Linked DNA regions of Muntiacus reevesi: region 1 is linked to region 2. A link is a contact called in public Hi-C data. All regions are on one chromosome and are shown on one strand. The core of a region is the stretch at or near the end of the contact, and the rest is flanking DNA. Distances in the headings are between cores, read along the strand shown.

The links. A called contact is a pair of places that touch in the nucleus more often than the background predicts.
Region 1: a Hi-C map of muscle shows a contact between it and region 2, with 5 times the contacts expected there. The contact joins the promoter of LOC136161573 here to the promoter of PNKP in region 2. A contact is called at or near these places in 2 of 3 Hi-C or Micro-C datasets (blood and muscle).

The regions. Positions count from the first base shown.
Region 1 is chr2:268,394,766-268,399,507 of mMunRee1.1, forward strand. LOC136161573 (zinc finger protein 135-like) reads right to left here and starts at 3,200. Exons shown (of 5, transcript XM_065926558.1): 1 at 3,141-3,200.
Region 2 is chr2:268,245,433-268,250,305 of mMunRee1.1, forward strand. PNKP (polynucleotide kinase 3'-phosphatase) reads right to left here and starts at 2,629. Exons shown (of 17, transcript XM_065926528.1): 1 at 2,515-2,629; 2 at 2,099-2,262; 3 at 1,379-1,425; 4 at 747-1,049; 5 at 285-364; 6 at 150-207; 7 at 1-65. The coding sequence starts at 2,249. It overlaps AKT1S1 (AKT1 substrate 1), which reads right to left. Exons shown (of 5, transcript XM_065926533.1): 5 at 3,452-4,450. The coding sequence ends at 4,307.

The sequences.
Region 1 (4,742 bases), core at 1,950-4,449, 150 kb after region 2:
GGAAAAGGCAAGGAGAGGAGATGGATTCTCCCCTGGAGCCTCTGGTGTGGTGGGGAGCATAGCTCTGCTGACATCTTGATAGTCGCCCAGTGAAAACCAGTTCAGACTTCTGGCCTCCAGAACTGCAGGAGAACACTGCAGCTCTGTTGTTTGAAGCCAGTAAGTTTCTGGTAATTTGTTACAGCAGAAATGGGGAACTAACACAGTTCAGAATAGACCCAGAGTCTCACAGGTGGCAAACAGACATATATTAAACACAGTTAGCTACACAGGAAAACGCATGCATCTGAGGGCTGAAACCAGTGGGTGAAATTTTCATGAAGGTCTTACACAGTCTTAACTCTCCTCACAAGTCACTCATTACTGCAGATCCTCACAAGTCACTCATTACTGCAGAGTCCCCTTATCTACGATTTCGCTTTCTGCGATTTCAATTACCTGAGGTCAAGTGTGGTCCAAAAACACTGAGTGGAATATTCCATAAAGAAACAATTCATCAGTTTCAAATCACACACCATTCTGTCCAGCTTTGTCCCACCTGGTATGTGAATCATCCCCTTGTCCAGTGCATCCTGCCAGATGTTCAGTAGCTCAGTCATGTCTTAACTCTTTTGTGACCCCATGGACTGTAGCCCACCAGGCTCCTCTGTCCATGGGATTCTCCGGGCAAAAACATTGGAATTGGTTGCTACTTCCTACTCCAGGAGATCTTCCTGACCCACGGATCGAACCCGTGTCTCCTGTGTTGGCAGGCAGATTCTTTACCACTGAGCCACCTGGGAAGCCCCATCCTGTGTGATAGCCACTTAGTTGTCTTGATTGACTCTTGAAGTATCACACTGCCTGTGTTCAAGTAGCCCTTATTTTACTTAATAATGGCCCCAAAGCTAAAGAGTAGTCATGCTGATGCTGGCCACTTGAATATGCCAAAAAGAAGCTTGAAGTGAAAAGGTGAAAGTTTTCAACTTAATAAAGAAAGAAGAAAAAAATCATGCCGAGGTTGCTAAGAGCTATGGTAAGAATTAATCTTCTAACCGTGAAATTGTGAAGAAAGAAAAAGAAATTCAGGACTTCCCTGGCATCCCGTAGTTAGGACACTTTCACTGCCACAGCCCCGGGTTCAATCCCTGGTCAGGGATTATCTCGCAAGCCTCGTGGCACAGCCAAAAGAAAAAAAAAAGTCCACCTGCAAAAGTTAGTCACAGTGCCTAAGAGCTTAGTGCAAGAGGCATTAAATTTGTACAATGAGGTTTTTTGAGAGATGATATTCATAAAAGTTTTATTATACTATATTGTTATAATATACAATTATTACCTTTAATCTCTTACTGTGCCTAATTTATCAATACAACTTCATCATAGGTACAACTGTTTAGAAGAAACATGGTGTGAAAATTAATAAAGGGGAACCTCATTTAAAGTGGGGCTTCCCTGGCAGTTCAGATGGTAAAGAATCTGCTGGGAGTGCAGGAGACGCAGGTTCAATCTCTGGATCAGGAAGATCCCCTGGAGGAGGGAATGGTTACCTACTCCAGTATTCTTGCCTGGAGATTTCCAAGGACAGAGGAGCCTGACAAGCTACAGTTGCAAAGAACTGGACATAACTTAGCAACTGAACACACATAAAACTGGAAAAGATGTACACTGTATCTCCTTCGAGAAATTAACTACAGCAGCAACTAGGCCAATGAGAAACCATAATCACCTGGAACTTTCACTTTTCTCCAATGGACTTTTGTTAGAAACAACTCTTCCCGAATTCCTTGTTTTGTTTCTTTCTCTATAAAATAAAGCTCCCTCTCTCATTTGTTGAACTTAAAATGGCTTTTGCTATAACCTTCTTTTCCAGAATTACAATTCTCTGTTATTCTTGAATAAGCCCATTTTGCTGGTAAAATAATTGGTTGTTTTATTCTTTAGTTAACAATGGTATATAGAGGGTTCAGTACTTTCCGAGATTTCAGCCATCCACTGGGGATCTTGGAGTGTATGCTCCAAGGGGAAGGTGATTACTGTAATTATAAAATGAAGGTAATTTTTAAGCAGAGAAACTTGGCAGACACATTAGCCAAGTGATCAAGACCAATGTGACCGGTGATGGCCAAGCTGACATCACAGGCTGTTGGTCTGTTAAGGACACAGTATCATTCCTAAGGTATTCCTGCCAAAAGCATGTGATCTAAATCTAAACACGAGGGAACTTCCAACATGTCTAAACTGAGGGACCGTCTAGAAGCACACGGTGTGTTATTTTCAGGATTGCTGAGATCGATGAAGGTCAAGATCGATGAAGGTCAAAAAAAGACTGAACGGAGGTTCCGTCTCCAGGTTAACAGAGACTAAACAGATAGGACCACGAATGCAGTGCATGATATGGGATTTTTCTTTTGCCATTTAGGACATTATTAGGACAATTACCGAAGTCTGAAGAAAGCTTGCAGAGTAGCTAATCAATTGTATTGTATCGATGTTCACTTCCTCGTGTGATCGTGATGCAATGGTTTTGAAGGAAACCGAAACTTTGTTTTTAGAAAAAACACAGAGACTTATGGGGCCGGGGGGCACACAGAGACCCAGAGAGAAGGGGACAGACTCAGAGATAAAGAAGCAGAGACCTAGGGAGAGAGAGGGAGACAGAATGGGGATTAGGGTGATGGTGGGATATTAGAGCGGGAAGACGAGACCCAAAGAGAGGGGAACAGACGCTCAGGATCAGGACAGGCACCGAGGGCGTGACCGTGCAGAGCAGGCTGGGGCTTTGGGGTTGGACATCCCTGGGCGTGAGCCCAGGTCGACCACTCATCAGCTCTGGGATCTGGGAGAAGCCTCGGAATCTCCCTGGCCTCTTTCTTCACCTGCCAAGTGAAGAACTGGTACACTCTCCTTTCTAGGAAATCGCAACATTTCTGCACTTGGATAGACTCCTCGCAAACAGCAGGCGCCCAATTCCTGCGCGCTGAGTGGAAGGCAGTCGGTTCTGGGGCCGCCTCGCGAGCGACAGGAGGGGGCGGGGCGCTGCCCACAGGGCCCTTCCCCTCCCACCCAGGCGGACTCTGGCCCGCCCCCTACGTGCCTGCCTGCCTGCTTGGGCCAGCCCACACCCAGCTGCTACCTCTCGGGTCCACCAGATCCGAACTCACCTGTGCGCCCCCGCGGGTGGTGCACGACGGCCAGGCCTTCCCGCCCTCCTTCGAGCCCCGGAGAGCGCCTGCGCGGTACAAGTCCCGGTACTTTAAACTCGGTTTCGCAAACTGGACCACATTTCCCGAAAACCATTGCGGCTCACGCTCCTCCAGGCCTCGGGTCTCTGAGAGCGTGGGAATGCTGGGAAATGGAGTCCAGAAATAGAAGGTCGGGAGAGAGAACAGTGTAGATAGCTGCTTTGCAGCTCCTGAAAACATAGTATTTGGGAAATGTATGGCTCTACTGGCACAGTGAGTGTTCCTCTTATAGCCGGAGTCTTTCACTGTCCTCCACAGAAGACGACGTCATAGGCAAGTTAACCCATCTAACTGAACTACCTCTTGCTAAAGTAAAAGTCTTCAAGACAGCACTGATGGGGAATGAATCGAGCCTGTTACTTAATTGTTCAATTTTCCTGGGCAACCGCCTTCCTGTTTGGTTCAGTTCCACTGTAGAGGGGGAGATAAAAAATATCCTCTGCGTTGGGTTGTGAGGTTTGAATAGGTTGAACTAAGTAACGCCAGTAAAACACCATCTACGTCGTTATTAATAGTTCCCATCTCTTGATCTTTGTATTTTCTGTCCCCTCTGTCCACAATATCCTCTCTCTTCTACTTTTGGAAAATTCCTACTTTTCTTGCAGGAAAAGCTCTAATAGCCTCCTGTAGGAAACTTTCCTCTATTTCTGTAAGTGAAAGTGGGATCACACTGCTTGCTGCTCAAAAGCCAATAAAGAGACAAGGCTGGTGGAGAAGAAAATATGCTTTATTTTGGATGCTGGCAACTTGGGGGGAACTCTGCATTCAAATGGTTATATCTTTCCTTTTCTCCTTTGCTTTTCGTTAGCTCCTGGTCTTGTTTTTGCTGACTGTATCGAGCTTCTCCATCTTTGGCTGCAAATAATATAATCAATCTGATTTCGGTGTTGGCCATCTGGTGATGTCCATGTGTAGAGTCTTCTCTTGTGTTGTTGGAAGAGAGTGTTTGCTATGACAAGTGCGTTCTCTTGGCAAAACTCTATTAGCTTTTGCCCTGCTTCATTCTGTACTCCAAGACCAAATTTGCATGTTACTCCAGGTGTTTCTTGACTTCCTACTTTCACATTCCAGTCCCCTATAATGAAAAGGACATATTTTTTGGGTGTTAGTTTTAAAAGGTCTTGTAGGTCTTCATAGAACTGTTCAACTTCAGCTTCTTCAGTGTTACTGGTCGGGCCATAGACTTGGATTACTGTGATACTGAATGGTTTGCCTTGGAAACGAACAGATCATTCTGTCGTTTTTGAGATTGCATCCAAGTACTGCATTTCGGACTCTTTTGTTGACTATAATGGCTACTCCATTTCTTCTCAGGGATTCCTGCCCACAGTAGTGGATATAATGGTCATCTGAGTTAAATTCACCCATTTCAGTCCATCTTGGTTCGCTGATTCCTAGAATGTCGATGTTCACTCTTGCCATCTCCTGTTTGACCACTTCCAATTTGCCTTGATTCATGAACCTAACATTCCAGGTTCCTACGCAATATTGCTCTTCATGGCAAATAGATGGGGAAACAGT
Region 2 (4,873 bases), core at 1,379-3,878:
GCTTTGAACTCCTCCGCTCGCAGCTTGCCACGCCCGATGCCCATCTGGTTGGTGAAGATCACCAGCTGTGAAGGAGACGGGGTGTCACCAGGGCCCCTCCTCATCAGGCCCGGGCTCACCTTGTGAATTGGCCCCCACGGGGCACACACCTTGTAACCCTCGGCGGCCAGTTCCCGGAGCTTCCGTGGAATCTCTAGGTACAAGATCCTAGGGCGGGCGAGGAAGTGCAAGGTGACCTGGGGCCCGGATGCACCTCACCACCCCCTCCGCCTGCCTCCAGTCACCTCCAGTCACTGGGGCCAGTGGGAAAGACCTTCCCAGAACGGGTGGTGATGAGGGTCCCGTCCAGATCGAAAGCAGCCACCTGGCGTCACCCAGAAAAGAGGAAGAGCAGCACTGTTACACCTCTGGTCCACCTCGCTCGCAGGCTGGTTCGCGTCAATTCTGCAAGCTGGGACTGTGACCGCCCGCCCCTTACAGATGGGGAGACCTAGTCACAGCGGGCCTGCCCATCTTAGGTAAGGACAAGGCCGCCACCTGGACACAGAGAGTGAAATCTCCTCTATCACCTCCCATGACCCTCAGTATTTCAGTCTTTAAAATGGGTTTCATATCCGACCCAGCCTCCTTCCATGGCTTATTTTCACTTCGGAGGGCTAATTACCATGAAAATCCAAATAAGAAGTTTTGTTTGGGTGTTAACTTGACTGTGCCAGAGCTCCCTCAGTCTTCAGTTTGGGCCTCACCTTGCTCCGGGGCTTCACATCAGGTGCTGTGAACACCAGCAGTTTCTCGAAGGTCTCCCAGCCAGGGGATGACTTCCTTATCCGCTTTCTCTGCTGCTCCACATTCTCCTCCTCTCCCTCTCGGGTCCCAGGAGGGGTGCCGGGTGGAGTGTCTGGCTGGGATTCTGGAGTGCGGGCTTCTTCCCAGCGCAGGGTCAGCGGGTGGAGGCCATTGACCAAATACAGCGTGTCCCCCACCCCCAGAGAGCCCTTCAAACCCGGTCTCAGCTCCTGGGTCCCGGCAGTTGAGGGGTTAATTCCCAGCTGTAGAGAGAGGCAGTAACTGGAGCTGGCCCCACCCCCGGCAACCTCCTCCAATCAAATAACCCGGGAAAGGACTCGCCCTTCTCCACCAGCTAATCAGACCCTTTAGCCCCGTTGGTGTACCGCCAATCAGGCTCTGGGAAGATTAGCAGCCTCCAGTCTTACCCAATTTAAATGCGGATGGATGTTTGCCCGATTGCAGCGAGCCACACCTGTTCCCCTCCCAGAGTCTGGTTTTCCCAAGTGGGCCCGTTCCCCGCTGGGTGGCGATTCTCCATATCCTCCACCGCCACCCCTAGGCCCGCTGCCTCTAGTTATGGAATCGGTACCTGTTTCACTGCCACCGTCCGAGTCTCAGGGTCAGCGACCAGCTCCACTGAAGATGGAAGGGGTGGAGTCAGGACCTGAATCCTTGAGTGACTGCTTCCCTCCTTACTGGGGAGCACACTCCGCTTCAAACCACAGGATGGGGCCATAGCACCCATTCGGCAGGAGGAAGCAATTTATTTTCTAAGTAGGATTGGCTCGCTCCTTGACATGCAGTAGCCAGATAAAGGCCTTACAATTACCTGGGACACTAGTCCTCGCCTAGGGACACGGCAGGTATTTTTCTGTGTGGATATGGCTTCTCCTTGACAACGCAGGCCTTTGACAAGGTGCAGATTCCGGGCTTGGCCCGCTACCACCCATCTCTGCTTAACAATATGCACTTTTTTCCACAGAACCGGCTCTCTGCTTAACAAGGGTCGTGGCCTCATTCAAGTCTTCGCGGTAGCTTGTGAGTATCCTTCTCTGCCCAGTGACAGGTGTCTCGGGATGGGCTCCATCCGCTCCCGTCCAAGGTGTCTGGCTAAACCCAGGTCAGGAATACCCTTTTTTCTTTCTGTGCTCTCCACAGGGGGCACCTACCAACTTCGGGACTGGCCGCACCACGCAGTTCCGCATGGTGGCCAAGCATATCCCCTCCTGTCTATCTTTCCAACTGCCTGTGTTCCCGCTCGTTAAGCACGCCACACCACCCGGTCCAGCTCAGGCCCCGCCCCGCCTACCCTGGTTTCGGGAGCACTTCCGGTCGGTAACCTGCGTCAAGGGTCCCCGGCCCAGAATCAGAGCTTGCCCGTCTGGGGGCAGGAGGATGGGAGGAGCTCCCCCAGCGGGGCTCTCCAGCCACAGGCGACCCTGGGCCTCCAGCCTGGCCATTCTGGGAGTCGGCCTAAGGGGAAATAGAGGAACAGGTTTGAGTGGCAGCCCGCAGTTGCTACAGGAAGTCCCGCCTCCTTCCGCCCCCTCCACTAGGAATTCCCTTCTTCCGCTAAAGGTTCCGGAAGTCCCACCCACTCGTCGGCCTCGGGAATAGCTCGGTTTCCCAGGCGACGACGCCCCACTCTACCTCCTGGAGCTTGGACCCCAGCTTTCCAGGGCAAAGGCCGAAAAACTCGCGCTCTCGCCTCGGCCCCACGCTCACCCCTGCCCACCGCTTGGCTCATTTGCCACTTCCGACCAGGGAGCTCTTGCCGGAGGCGCTGTGCCGGCGACTCGGCTGGCTACTGTCTCTCCGCCCACGGAAATGACTCTTCCTACCGAAGTGGGCGGGGCATTGGCGCCGCTGCGGCGTAAGCCCCGCCCCTCAGGCCCAGGGACCCTAAGGTCTCTCTGCATCTCTGACCTTCATCTCCCCTGCTGGCAGTATGAGACTCAAGCCAGTAGGGGGGAGTGGATTCCACGCTCACAGATTTTCCTCTTTCCGCGTTGAAGTCTTTCATTTCTTTCGACGGAGATAGTTACAGCAGGAGGAATTTCTCTTTAAGGTTATTGTCAGTTGACGAAACCTTGCCGGGACAGCAGCCCTACCCTGCAATGCTGCAGTTTTCTCATCTACAGTGTGAGGATAATCGTTTTCACTTTGTGGGGTTACAAAGAAGATCGAGTTAGTACATGTAAATAACTTTTAAAGGCGTCTAGGTAATAGTTTACCCTATTGAAGTCTTGTCTGTTGTTAGCATTCCATCGGTGGTGATCTGATGAGAGAAGGGGATTACGCGTCTGCATCCTCAGACCAGAAGCCATTTGTTCTTTTACCTCCAGCTGTCTTACATTAGTCCGAAACTTCCCGGCCTCAGCTGGGGGTTCCTGGCTTTTCCTGGGCACTTATGTGGGCTCAGGAGACCGACTCAAAACTATTATCATTCCGAAACTTACAGCCCTGAAGATTGGGATCCCACGATCACACAGGAATGGAATCCTTCCTTCCACCCTGTGTATCTACCTTTTCTTGTTTGTAAAGTGGGAACGAATCCAGTTCCCAACTTTGCATTGAGAAGCAATGAGACCTGCTCATTTGGCTTCGAAAAATGTTGAATGAATACCCAGAACACACTTCATATTCATTTGTCAGAGGTAAAACTCTTTAATCTCAGAGCGCCCCTCCCAACTCCCGATCCCCACCCCCGACTCTCTCCCCCAAACCAGGGCCGGAGAGTGAGGCCCCCTGCCCCCCACCTTGGGTGGACGAGGGCCCTTTAAGGCACCTGTTGGGGGTGGGGGGAGAGGGGCGGGAGCTGGTAACGTCCTGGATGCAAGGACGGGTTTGATTGGCAGGCAGTTGTGGGATGTAACCAATGAGAGGGTATCAGACGCAAGAACCGGATCAGGCCATCCCTGAGGGGGCCAGAGGGACAATTGTCGGGACTTCGGCGAAAATCAACGCCAGTCCCAGTAGTGTAAAGAACGTAAATGTAACGCCACAGGCCAATCCTGGGTACAGGAGGAGTTGGCTACGCCCCCAGGAGGCTAGAGCCAATCAAATGGGGGAACTCAAGAAGGGTGGATGAGTCTCTCGGGAGATTGGTCAAGCCCTTTACAGTGTTCAAGTCAATCAAATGAAGGAGCTGTCCATTCGCTATGCTGAAGTGGAGAACGATTACCCAATTCTGGAGCTTGACTCTTTCGGGAATGGAGCCAACTCCTTGCGAATTAGCCACGCCCCGGTCGCAGAGCGAGCCAATTCCTTACTAGAAAGAAATCTGTCGCTGGGCAGAGAGCAGACAGACCCAATCCGGAAATTGGATAGGCCTCGCTCGGCGGCGCGGGAGTTGTGGGCTGGAAGGGTGGCGGGAATCTGCAGGGACTGGTCAATCCTGGTGGCCCGGGCGTGGGAGGCCGGTCCCGGATCTGACTCGGATTGGCGGGCCCCGGGGGCGGGACAGGGGTGTAGTGTATGGGTGGGACGGACGCCGGGCCGGGAAGCTCCTTGGGCCTCAGTATTTCTGCTTCAGCTTCTGGAAGTCGCTGGTGTTGAGCCGTGGCCGCGGCAGGTCCCCGAAGACCTGAGAGTCCTCGGCCTCCCGCAGCACCAGTGCGCGCATGCTCGCCGCGATACGGTCCAGGTCCGGCGAGGAGGGCTGCGGGAACGGCGACACGGATGGGATCAGAGCCTGTGCCCCAGGGCTCCAAGTCCTCTCCCAGCACTTTGCCCCTGCGACGCCTACGGCCCGGAAGGCCCTTCGTCCTATCCTGCTCCATTTAGGGCTCTGCTACCCAACTCAAGGCACCACCTCCTCCAGGAAGCCTTCCTGCCCCTCTCCTCGCCGCGTTCTCAGCCTGGTCCTTTGTGCACGCACAGCAACCTGTCTCACTGCGGTCCTTCCAGAGCGGAAGTGCTGCCTGGGTGCTGACCATCAAGGCTGTGTGCACCCAGTCTCACGTCTGAGGACCGGGTTTGGGACTCAGTCATGTTCTAATCAGGCTTCTGCCAGCCACTAGCTGTCAACAGGGATTTTATCTCCCTAGGTTTCTGTCTCCCCTCTGAAAAATGGGGCAGATAG